Regions from separate parts of the Zea mays genome. Here all the other regions are linked to region 2. A link is a contact called in public Hi-C data. All regions are on one chromosome and are shown on one strand. Each heading gives the region's core, a stretch centred on a gene start, on an enhancer-like site or on the middle of the called end of the contact. The rest is flanking DNA. Distances are from core to core; before and after follow the strand shown. Region 1 holds the start of LOC542315 (starch branching enzyme 1). Region 2 has its middle 32 kb from the start of LOC109939492. Region 3 holds the start of LOC103626469 (NAC domain-containing protein 22). Region 4 holds the start of LOC103626464 (GDSL esterase/lipase At5g55050).

Region 1 (3,152 bases), core at 165-2,664, 340 kb after region 2:
GCACCATTCCAGTCATTGAAGTCACCAATAAGCTCTGCCTCCCTACACCCATGAGTAAAAAACTCAAGTCAAATGCATCAATCTATTAAAATAGTGGAAAGTATATTGTCATAAGAAGAAAACAGCATTATGTAATCACAGCAAGAAAAAAAATAGCCTCCTCAGCTAAGACATGACAGTCTTGCACAAGAATGAAATATCCGAACAGTTTTCTACTCCCAAACATTGATTACTCTCCTGTGTTTTAGCTGTTCTTTTTTTTTAATATAGTTACTATCAGACGATATCTCTTCACAAGCAAAATGGGAAAAAACGATACCCCGCCAGTACATCATGTTTGCATGACAACATTAGAACTTACTGCGCAGCAGGTGCCCATTCACGATATACAGTTCCATCCTCATTTGTATTAATCCCAAATTTCAAATAGCCTGAAAAAAATACAAAATCCGGAAATGTTGATGATGCAGATAATATTTTGCGGCATGGGCAGGTGCTATAAATATTGTGAAATGGTCCTTGTATTAGCATTTGAATGTATTAAGCCTAACCTTTAGAAAAAGATTCAAGACTTCCCTCATTTTCTTCAATTGATCCTTTCTGCTCTAGGAATCTTTTCATCCGGTACCTGAAATGGTCCTTGAATATCTCCAGCTTGGGGTCCAGGTCGTATATGGGGAGATGGTCGACATCGCCTTTGGCAGTTGCCATAGTTTTATCTTCTTGCACAGTAGCTGCAGTGGCGAATTTGCTCTTGACCTTGCACAGTGCGTTAAAGCCAGATTCAGAATTACACGAGCAATAGAAGCTAACACGTGAAAATGTAGTGAAGCTAATTAGCTGCTGCAGCAACCACAGAAATATCAAATATAGCACTTTATTTCAACTAATTATTATGTAATAAATGATTAGGATGGCTGAAGAAAACCAACCACCAAAATTTAAACAACTTCAGTTGAAATCTGAGATCCGCTAGACTTGGTAAAATGATTACTACTGATAACAAAGCACTAGAGCCAAATCCAAAGCGAGAGCGAGACCCAATCCACAAATTCCAGAGTTTTTTTTCTCTCTCCAAAACTACTACCAAATTCCATTTTGTCCGTAACAACGTGTTCTAATCTGGGGAAAGATCTACCTTCCGCACCCCTGACCGGCGAGCCTTGCACTGGACAGACAACACACTCAGGCGCACATTGCCGCCACCCTGCGAAACTATGAACCATCAGTACAGAAGAAAAAAAAGCAAAAGTAGTAAATCCACCAGCCCCCGGATCGCCGCAGCTTACCGCGATCCCCGGCGGTGCCGCCCGATCAGCATGCGAGCGAGAGCGCCGCGGCGGCGGAAGCGGAGTCGGCGAGGAAGAGGGCGACACGAGGCACAGCATTGTGACGGCGTGTGAGTCCCATCTCGTCAGCAATCCAAGTGCCTGCCGCTTTATATCGGGTGCCGGACTGGAGCTGGCTTGGCGTCTTCCTCCCTATCCTCCCCCCTCGCAATGAAAGCGTGATTTTTTTCGCTTGGTCTCCTCACCTTTCTTCCCCGTCGCAATCTGCCGCTGCGACAAGGAGGGGGCCATGGCAGTGGCACATGACCCTGAGCCGGATCTGTGGGCCCGGAATGGCCGGGCGTGCCACGTGGGCGGACACGAACAACCGTGGAGCTGGTTCTGGGCCGATTGGCCTTTGGGCTTGCACGCTTCCCGGTTTGCCTTTTTTTATTTTATGTTGTTAATCTCTACTGTTTAAAGCATATGTTTCATGTGTCCTGCTTATAGGTTTATTTATCTCCCTCATTTTTCGCCTAACAATAATCCTAATAGTTTGTTTGACCATAGATAGGTCGTTACAACACAGATGAGCCGTGAGAAACCAGTCAAACCCAATAACACGATGCAGCGCTCTCACTGTCCACCTCACTAACCGAAAGAGGATGAACGATCAAATGAGTTATAATATTTGTTTTTAGCAGTTTAATATATGGTGTGGACCATATGTTTATTTTAATATTAAATTTATTTTTTATAGGTATTAAATATGATTGTGTGTTGTAGCAAGACATGGATATTATACTAGCGGTAAAAAAAATAGCACAAAAAATGTATTTTTTGTGTACATATACATAGCTATAGCATATAGCATAGCTATGGCTTGTGCAGATTTATCATCATCATTATTGCAAGTTGCAACTAGTAGTACCACTAAATAGCTTTTTCTTCTTTTTTTCTGATGTGCTTTTTGTGTAGCTTTTCTAACAAATTAAAGTGATGAATGAACATGCGGAGTCATCTGCATCGTCAGACAGCTCTAGCCGTTGTCAATCAGACAAACTTACCTGTGGTTTTTTCTTGGGGTTCCTTGCAGTGTAGAGCTCATCTTGCACTTCACATATTGCGTGAGACAACCGTCTTCACTTTATATATAACTGAAAAGTGAAAAATCAAATGGCCATCTTCAGTGATCAGGATCCACAAGGAAACAAGGAATTGGAAAGATAGATGAGAGTGCTTTCTCAAGGAACTCTCGAAGTCCATCCATAGCAGCAAAAGGAACGTAAAAAGGTGTTCTGCTCTTCTGGTACCCGTGTGACAACGGCCTTAGAATGAACAGTGAAAATAGTGATATAATAACGGCAAAGCATGAAACAGAGCAAATAGAGTGGCACGGCATCTCAGGCCTCAACTTCTGAAACATCTATCTATTCTTCTGGTATGCATGACTAGTTCTAGTCTGTACTTGAGTACTTTACAAATTACAAGTGATGCTGGAGGGACCTCAGAACAGGCACATTGCTTCCTTCCAGCATTTGCTCTAAGTAGGCCTGACATCTCAAATACAGGATCAAGGCCTCAGCAGCCGAAATGGTCAGCCGAAAGAATCAACAGACAACAACCTGATTGCTCATCTCGATTTAGTCACGCTACAACATATCATTGCTAGAGACCTCGTCTTACGCTCAGAACCCACTGGCCCGGTTATCGCACATCACCACAGGCCAACTCCTGTGACATTTACATAGTATCTCCACAGATTGCTCCTAGCTGTCACTCCCTAGTAATCCATCTGTTCCCTCGGATCTCAAACCCGCCTAGGCCATGGTCGCTGCTCTCCCCACCGCTCTCTGCGCTTGCATAGCCTGATTTCCTGCGCTG
Region 2 (3,080 bases), core at 260-2,759:
AGGCTTTTGGTGCTTGCAATGCTCTAGCAATGTGCTGGAATAAATGTGGGGTGCAAGACATTGAATATGGTGGGTGAAGGGGGTATAAATAGCCCTCACCCACCAACTAGCCGTTACAGGCATTTTACTGCGCACGGGCGCACCGGACAGTCCGGTGCGCCACCGGTGCGCCAACGGTCGTTTCCAACGACTAGTTCTGACAGTTAGCCGTTGGACTCATGGCACACCGGACAGTCCAGTGCGCCACTATAATTGACTTCTGAAACAGTCGCGCTCGGGTTTTGCTGCCCGGGGAGGCCTTCCCCTGGGCCAGCCTGGCCCACCTGGCAGATGGTGCACCAGACAGTCCGGTGCACACCGGACAGTCCGGTGCCCCAGGGCCAGAAACCCTACCTCTTGTTTTTCAGCTGATTTTCAAATCGATTTTCGTTCTAACTTGTGAGTGAATTCTAGAGTGACACCTAGCACTGTATGTGAGTGTGATTGTGCACCAACACTACACTAGAACTCTCTTGGTCAAACTACTCATCGATAACCCCTCTTTATAGTACGGCTAAAAGATAATAAAAGACCTAACTAAATCACAAGTGTCCACATCTCCTTGACACTCGGACTCCGTAGTCCTTCACCTTTTGTTTCGTTGTTTTAGCCGTCGCTTCGAGTTCTTATCTCTGGGATTGTTTTCACCGTTGTAGTACTTCTACCTGTAATGCGACCTAACTTACCATTTGTCTCTGCAAAACACACGTTAGTCACATATAACATTACGTTGTCATTAATCAATAAAACCAACCAGGGGCCTAGATACTTTCATGGGTGACGCCTAGGTGGGTGGGCCGGTGGGTGGGGGGCTGTGAAATACGGGTCGTCGCCGTGTTTAAGGGCTAGTTTAGGAACCTCATTTTCCAAAGGGATTTTCATTTTTCCAAGAGAGTTTAGTTCATTTTTTCTTGGAAAAATAGGAATCATTTAGAAAAATGGAGTTCTCAAACTAGCTCTAAGACTTGTCTATTTATTTTGATTTCAATATATATATATATATGGCATGCAGTTGAGAATTAAATCAATAGCGCAGACAACATGTACTGCAGCCCCGCCGGTAATTATCTGGAGGGCATGGGCATCTATATATATGTTGCCAAAAACCTACCGATCTAGTTTGATTCGAGTCTACTCTCTACTCTGATCTATATGTATGATGCTGTGTAGCTGATGCGTGCACGCGGTATAGTACTAACAAGTGCGTGATTAAGAACGTACAATTGGGGTCGTCGTCTAAGCACTTGGATCGGTTGAGCTGTCAGTCACACGGCTTCAGCTAGGGATACGCACGCATGCAATGCAGGCACACACCTGTCATGTCTCATCTCCATAGACATAGACTTCTTGCCTGCCTGTCTGCAGCTAATACATACAGAGAGACGACGAGATGAGATGCGATGCGATGCGATGCCTCCCTCGCTCGTGCACCATATTCTATTCGCATCATGTCGTCGTGGGCCGGGCTTTGTGGGCTACTGGACCGGCATCCACAGCTGGCATGGTGCCTGCCAGCCGTACAACGCAACACGCATCTGCATCCTCTCCCTTCCCGTCTCTAAAGTCCACCCTATCTTCAAACTGCTCCCGATCCTCGGATTTCGTTCTTAAGTACGTGGCGGACATGCGGACGTCCACTTCACAGAAGCTTCGTCGGCGGTGATCCATCCAGGCGACCAGGCCTGCTCAGCTCAGCTATGCTGCCGTGTGCGTGGATTTTCAAACAGTGACCACCACGGCGACAACCTAACGGCTCCAGATAGCAGCTGCCTCCTCTCGACGTCGTCTCCTCCTCGCTCCATATATACAGACACAGCTCGCGACTACGAAGCCATCAAGGCGCACGTACGTACGGTACGCACAGAGAGAGACCGACAGTAATCGCACTCGTACGTGACGACGACGACGACGGTGATATAATTAAACCGATGGCTCCGACGACGACGACGACCGTCCCGCCGCCGGCGAGCTCGAGGCCGGCGCCACTAGCGGCGGCCGGGCACGTGCGGTCGGCGAGCGTGCCATGCCACACGCACCCGCTGCTGGCGCACGTGGACGACCAGCTGCTGGCGCTGCGGTCGTGGACGTCCAGGCCGGGGCCCAAGTACCCGCTGTCGCTGGCGCACGTCCGCGCGCTCCTCTGCGTGCTGGACGAGCTGCTGCTGCGTCTCCCGCCGGCGCACGCGCACGCCGCCGACAGCCTGCTCGACGGCTTCCTCGTCCTGGCCGACGCCTTCGGCACGTTCCTGGCCGCGCTGGTCGCGCTGCGGCAGCACGCGGCCGAGCTCCGCGCCGCCGTGCGCAGGCGCGACGACGCCGCCAGGCTGGCCTCGGCCGCGCGCGCGCAGAGGCGGGCCGGGCGGGAGCTCCACCTGCTCGCGGCCGCCGTCGCGCGCGGGGCCTCTAGGTGCGCGTGCGCGCGCCCTGCCTCCGCGTCCACACCCGGTGTCGCCAGGGCCGTCGCCGAGGCCGTCAACGGCACCGCGGCGGCGGCCGCGGCCGTGTTCCTGGAGGTCGGCGCCGTCGCCGACGCCGCCGCGGCGTTGGCGTTGGCGGCGTCGCCTGCTGCCTCGGCCTCGGCCAAGAAGATGGGGTTGTCCAGGAGCAGGAAGGCCGTGGCCGACGGCGAGGAGCGGCGGGTGGGCGCCGCGCTGGAGAAGCTGCAGGAGCTGGAGCAGTGCGTCAGGGAGCTGGAGAGCGAGAGCGAAAAGGTGTTCAGGAGCCTGGTGCAGACCAGGGTCTCCTTGCTCAACATCCGCACGCCAACATTTTAGTTACTGCTTAGCTTGGTGTTAAGGTTTCATGCATCATGCATGCACAACAATCTATGCACGAGCCAATGCAATACGTGCTTGAACTGTATGTGAGAGAACAATAACATTGGCTTCTTTTTTTTTGGCAAATTAAAAATAGTATTGATCCATGCGACTAGTGTTGGTAATATGGTACTTCTTTGAACCAGCACGAGCACGACCCAAAGACAGAAGCCCAAAACACGATCCGGTACAAAATAATATGGACCGAGCTGACACCGTTCGAAG
Region 3 (3,026 bases), core at 102-2,601, 300 kb after region 2:
AGTCGATCAGATGAGCTGTGCAGAATCCGTGCTATATCGGATTTGCATTGCTCATGGAATAAATCAAATCAAATCAAAATAAACGGTGTTCAACGATCGGCACATTATAAGTTAGTATATCGTTAATATGATTGGAGTCATCCACGAGAAGCTGCTGATCCATGGCGCCCTCTCTCTAGCTCGCTCCCATGGAAGAACGAAGAAGATAGGTAAAGGTCCCGAGTCCCGAGCAGGGAGATAAGGTGGAGAGATCCTTGGGCTGCCGCGGTGCGTGCCCGCGCTTGGTAGCTCTTGGGCCGTGCGGCCCAGCGCGCGGCGCACGGGCATCAGTTGGGCCGACGACTGTGAGCGTGGGCCTTCGCTTTACATATAAAGCTGTTGGATTGTGTGGATTTTGGTTAGAAGTTGAGGACGCTGGCGTAGTAGGCAGACCACCAGCTCTCCATCCGTGGGCTCCGCAGCTGCGTCAGGAAGGGGTCCTGCTGCTGCTGATTCTTCGCCGCCTCCTCTCTCTTCATGCTCATCGCAGCTGACGGTGAGAGCGAGACGCCGCCCACGGGCACCATCACGATCTCCGACGACGACATGGAGTCGGCGGGGGAGCCGGTGCTGTGGGACGCGGACGGCGTGGCGGTGGCGCGCGCGAGCTCCTCCATGGCCACCCGCTGCTCCAGCTCCTTGAGCGACACGGCCTTGCGGTAGACCTTGCACAGCACCACGTCCACCTGCGGCACGCGCGCGTCGCTGCTAGCGTCGGCAGCGTCGGGGAGGCGGTACTCGTTCATGACCCAGTCCGTCTTGGTGCCCCGCGGCGCGCGGCCCTCGTAGTAGACGAGCGTCTTCTTGAGCCCGATGAGGCGCTTGGGGTCGGCGGCGCACCGCACGGCGCGGTCCGACCCCGTGGCCTTCCAGAACCCGCGCTCCGTGGTGCGGCTAGGCCGGCCGCCGGAGCCGGGCTGCTGCTTGGCCGCCCGCCCGCCGCCGTCGCGGGGCACGAAGAAGTACCACTCGCGCTCGCCAACGACGCGCGCCAGGCTCGGCAGCTCCCAGGGGTCGTGCCGGTACAGGTGCACCGTGGGGATGATGTCGAACTTGAGCTTCCTCCCGCGCGCCGCCTGCTTCAGGTAGAACTCCAGCAGCTCCTCCTCCGTCGGGTGGAACCGGAACCCCGGCAGATCCAGCTGATGCTGCTGCTCCGCCGCCATGATGGATGGATGGATCGATGTTGATGGATATAGATGAGGGTGCTGGTCGATAATGGGGGAAAGAGCTGAGTTCCCTCTGCATATATAGGCCGGCGGGGAGGAGACTCTGGGGCATGGGGGAGGAGGAGACATGACATGATGGCGTCATGGCGAGCGAGTGATGCGCTCTTTCCCAGTCTTCTCTTGCGTCGTACTAGCTGACTTTTATTGTTACTGCCCTAATTCTCAAGGCAGTGTCGTCATCTCTAGATCTACGTTGAATTCTTTCTTCACTACTGGCTAGCTTAGTGCTGATTATTTTACAGATACATGTAGTTCCTGCTGGTTAATTATATTTCTTGTACGATCTATGTAATATGATAATAATATTCGTCCAGACAAGTATATAACTGATAATTGGTTCTACCAACACACAAAATGAATTAAAACAACTCGTGAACATATAAGATGGGACCTCCGATCTCTGCACTTCACTACTGATGAATAAACAAACATATCAGTTCTAGGTTGAGGGGAGGTAGGACTAGTTATTGTTAGGACGATGTCCTTTGACCTGGAATAGAACTGAGCCAAGGGGCAGGCCCGAGCCTAGTGGGTGTGCAGCCTGTTCAGGGAAACAGCCCCCCCCCCCCCCCCCCCCCCCCGAGTTCCAAGGACCTTCACTTCTAGCACATTAGGCTAATAAATCAACTAATCTCTAAGTAAATCTTCATCTCATGAGTCAAATCAGTTGTCTGTATGGTGTTTTTGTCTTTGATCACGACTACATCTCCATTTTAACATGAATGTCATTCAAGATTTCATTTTAAAGAATAACACTAACAAAATAATATTATCCAAGTAAAATTATACAATACAAAATTGAATAGACAGTTAGACACAATCACACAACTCTTAATATAACCTTTTTATCATATTATTATAGCCTATATTAGTATAATTCTACTTTATAGATTGATATTCTGGAATGTTGTACAAGGTCTTAGATTTTGCTGGCCCAGCCCTGCCAAGGGGAGTCCTCCATGCTCCCACGCGCTGAAACCTAGCCCACACCAATAACCGGAATTGCCCCAATCATGGACTCCATGCAGTGGCGGAGGACGCATAAAAATTAAGGTATGGTTGGAATATGTCACAAGAATTGCCATGCCACTTATCACAATATACTCATAAATAATCACTGCCCAAAAATCCTAGACCATTCATTCAATCATACCCCTTACATTCACCATCAGTTGGCTAAGGCAGTACCAATAAGCGTTGTGCTGAGACATTCTTGATCGATATTGCATCAAACAGCTTGCGCGAAGCAGGTAACAATGCCATTCGACGCCATGAGGTTTTAAGTGCCATTTCATCCGACACCCTCTGAGCATCACACACGTGCACGTGCATGCTAGCAGGACAGTTTTCATGCACAGGTTCCCTTTGGTGATTGCGTTAGCGATCTCCCGGCATCGAGCATTCGACGAAGATCATGTAGTTCATGTCGTATATGTTGCGGAAGGGCATCGTGTGGAACAACTCCCTAACCTCGCGCAAGCGGTTGAGATCCTGAACGTGGGCGGCGGCGGCCGGTGAAGGTGGCATCATGGCCTGGTCCTTAGCAGCCATCATGGGCGCAGGCATGGTCGCGCGGAACCGCGACCCACAAAGCGAAGGTCATCGGCTCGTCATGGAGCTGGCTGCGCTCAACAGACTACGGTTGATGGGACGGGTCTGGGGCTCAGCGCGTCGCTCAAGATGTCCGACTAGAGCGGAGGCAGGCTGCAAGCACGATCGTGCAGAGCTGAACCACCGAGAGGTGGCAAAGAAGAGAGT
Region 4 (2,981 bases), core at 430-2,929, 300 kb before region 2:
ACTCAATGTTTCAAGTATAAGAATTGTCGCCATATACTAGAGCGGAGTAAGAAAGAGCTACACATGAAAGCTTGTTCAATATTATTTCTTTATTTTTCCGGTCAATTGTCCATGTAACAAGGGATGTACCATGGTTCACTTTTGACATAATATCATCTTTGTATAATTGTTTCGCTGGGTCTGAATAAGCAAATGGGCTAAAACCGATCATGCCATGTGGACCAACTGCTTGAAGTTGATGGGCGTAGTGTATTGAGCTGGCCCATCGCAGAAAGCCTGGGCTCTGAGCGCTGCGGCCCGCTCAGAAGGGTGCACGCTGTCCCAGAAGTAGTAAAGGCCGCGGTCGGCGCAGAGCGTCGCGTTCGGTGCGCAGGGCGCCTCGGCGCCGAGCCGGCCGCCGCCGCAGCACGCGTTGGCGACGTCCGTGAACCCCGACGCCAGCGGGTGGGCGAAGGTGTCCGCCATGAGGCCGAGCGAGTCGGCCAGGGAGTAGGAGAGGCCGGGCAGCCCGGACCTAGAGGAGGGGGACGCGAGGCCGGCGAGCAGGGAGCGCAGCGCGGCGTTGAAGCCGGCGGCGAGCCGGTTCCGGTCCTCGGCGCACGCGCCCGTGGCGTCCAGCACCCGCGCCACGGGCAGGCACCCTGCGAGCCCCACGTTGACGACGGCCAGCCTCCGCACGCCCAGCGCGTGCAGGCCCCTGATGGCGGCCGAGTAGTTGGAGACGAGGCCGCCGTAGAAGGCGGCCGCGTCGTGGCTCTCCAGGTCGGCGCCGGACCTGTTCCGCGCCCGCTCCGCGTTCGCGAATGCGGACAGGTCGTTGCCGCCGACGAGGATGAGGACGAAGGACCGGTTGATCAGGGCGTCCACCGCGTCGGAGGAGCCCGCCGCGGCGATCATCTCCGACCTCGTGGCGTTGAAGTACTGCACCTGCTTCGATAGCGGGATCGTGTTGCCGGCGTTCTGCATCACGCACGCACGCACGCTTCCTTGTCAAAGTTTGCTATATATGGATGCTAGTACGCACACGTCGGAGCAGACGTAACGAACAGTACTTATACCGTGGAGTCGAGGATGCCAGCTCCTCCGGAAGCATAGCTGACGCCGATAGTGAGAGCCGTCGGAACCAGAAGGCCGCCGCCGCAGCTTGCTGCTCCCAGCAGCGACAGGTACGGCGGAGGGCTGCTCACGAACCCTATGCACTTTGCTGCAATGCAAGTATGCAACGTACTTACTATACATTGTTATGCATATATACTACTCTAGGTATTCTGTTGAGCTACGAGCCTATACGACGACGACGGCGAGGCCTACCAATGAAATCGGCGGTGTTGTAGCCGTTGCTGAACCTTCCGGTGGGAAGGCCGCCGGGGAAGTCGACGCCGTAGTAGGGCCTGTTGGCCCTGGGGACGCCCGCTCCCGGCAGGTAGTTGTTGTTTCCGACGTCCAGCGTCGAGTCGCCGAACACGTACATCGCCGGCGGCGGCTTGAAGACGCCGGCGGCGGCGCCGAGGACGTCCATGGATAGTAATAGTACTGCCATCACGGGGCACAGCACAAAATGCTCTGCCATGGCCAGCGCTTGCTGTAGGTCTGTAGGCTGTAGCCCACCACGGAAATGACATATATGTATGTTTATCTCTGGCTGGCGGTGCTTGTTGATATGATAGGGCTCACAACAGTAAGGCATGTAGACACTGCTGCACCCTATTCTAATTATAAGACACAGTTAAAATATAATATAATTTAGTGAGGGTGTCTAAAACCAGTATTAAATAAATTAAATTGACCAATCAATTAGTCTCATGTCTCGAGCATAGAGCGAAAACATAATATTTTCATCAATATATGTCTTGATTTTTTTTAATTTATCTTTTTAGACACACTCGAAGGCACAACTTAAGACACTCACATGTACAATACCATTTAATAGGGATCTCTTGAGTAGTTTATAGGGGTTAATTGAAAATAAATACAAGAGACAAGGTTTTCGCGAAGACCTGTCTCTACCTAGTTCTTTATACGGATTGTTTCTTAACTATATATATTTATGATTTAGGCCTTGAGATACTTATAATTATACTATATAATTTTTTAGTTGTTTCTTATACTTAGAAAACCGTTCCAGTGTCGCTCTAATTGAACTAACTAGCTAGTCGCCATGCACGTTTGCCTCGTGGCCGTGACCGTGCCTACTGGATGCCCTTTTTTATATGATAATATTAATATGCATGATCGATACTGTTCTGTCTATCTCAGATTCTGATCAGTCTCGTTATTTCAATTCAAAAGTCTACATACCCTACCCCACTACATTATATCCACACGGCACAAAATTAATTCGATTTGTTAGGTCACCATTGATGATGCGTGGCCAGTTGCCCACCACAACAATTGGAGATCCATGGCTGCAATTATCTGTTTCGTATATATATATATATATATATATATATATATATATATATATATATATATATATATATATATATATATATATATATATATATATATATATATATATATATATATATATATACACACACTACATCTTAAGGACAGAGTGAGGGTGTCCACCACGTATCACCATGCCCCCGTCTATCTCTCCCACGCGCATCTTCCTTCCCCGGCTGCTGACATGCCACGCGCGACCCCCACCAATGGCGCCCTTCCTCCCCCAAATGTTGTCGAGTGCCCCACCAACGGCGCCCTTCCTTCCCCGCCAGCTCCGCGCTCCACGCGCCCCGCCAGCCGTCACAGTGATGCCGCGCGAGTCGCCACCGGGAAACCCGCCACCTCCGCGCCCCCACCAACCCCGCCCCCACCAAGCTCGCCCCCGACCTGCCCCCACCAAACCAGCCCCCCAGCATTCACCACGCCCCCTGCCCTCGCCCTCGACTTTGGAAGAGGCGCGACACCTTCATGGAAGGCGAGATCCGCGACGTGCCCCATTCCATACCTGGCGGTGACAGCATTCACCGTGCCCC

What was found. Hi-C and Micro-C count contacts between places; a contact is called where the count stands out from the background.
Region 1: a contact with region 2 is called in a Hi-C map of tassel, with 2.7 times the contacts expected there. The contact joins the promoter of LOC542315 here to the enhancer-like site in region 2. A contact is called at or near these places in 2 of 25 Hi-C or Micro-C datasets (ear and tassel).
Region 3: a contact with region 2 is called in a Hi-C map of ear, with 2.8 times the contacts expected there. The contact joins the promoter of LOC103626469 here to the enhancer-like site in region 2. A contact is called at or near these places in 3 of 25 Hi-C or Micro-C datasets (ear, leaf mesophyll and tassel).
Region 4: a Hi-C map of tassel shows a contact between it and region 2, with 2.4 times the contacts expected there. The contact joins the promoter of LOC103626464 here to the enhancer-like site in region 2. A contact is called at or near these places in 2 of 25 Hi-C or Micro-C datasets (ear and tassel).

The regions. Positions count from the first base shown.
Region 1 is chr5:65,204,476-65,207,627 of Zm-B73-REFERENCE-NAM-5.0, forward strand. It overlaps LOC542315 (starch branching enzyme 1), which reads right to left and starts at 1,415. Exons shown (of 14, transcript NM_001111900.1): 1 at 1,290-1,415; 2 at 1,139-1,207; 3 at 552-759; 4 at 362-431; 5 at 1-42. The coding sequence starts at 1,388. It overlaps LOC103626470, which reads right to left. Exons shown (of 9, transcript NM_001368267.1): 9 at 2,876-3,152. The coding sequence ends at 3,045.
Region 2 is chr5:64,861,147-64,864,226 of Zm-B73-REFERENCE-NAM-5.0, forward strand. No RefSeq gene overlaps it. Among protein-coding and RNA genes, the nearest start is that of LOC109939492, 32 kb to the left of the region's middle. Within about 2 kb of position 1,510, at least 16 of the 20 cell types and tissues checked have an H3K27ac peak or open chromatin away from gene starts, as enhancers often do. A contact at or near this core is called in ear, leaf mesophyll and tassel, where this site is marked.
Region 3 is chr5:65,160,248-65,163,273 of Zm-B73-REFERENCE-NAM-5.0, forward strand. LOC103626469 (NAC domain-containing protein 22) reads right to left here and starts at 1,352. Exons shown (of 1, transcript XM_008646874.4): 1 at 66-1,352. The coding sequence starts at 1,337. The coding sequence ends at 399.
Region 4 is chr5:64,559,605-64,562,585 of Zm-B73-REFERENCE-NAM-5.0, forward strand. LOC103626464 (GDSL esterase/lipase At5g55050) reads right to left here and starts at 1,680. Exons shown (of 3, transcript XM_008646872.4): 1 at 1,312-1,680; 2 at 1,059-1,204; 3 at 9-960. The coding sequence starts at 1,570. The coding sequence ends at 208.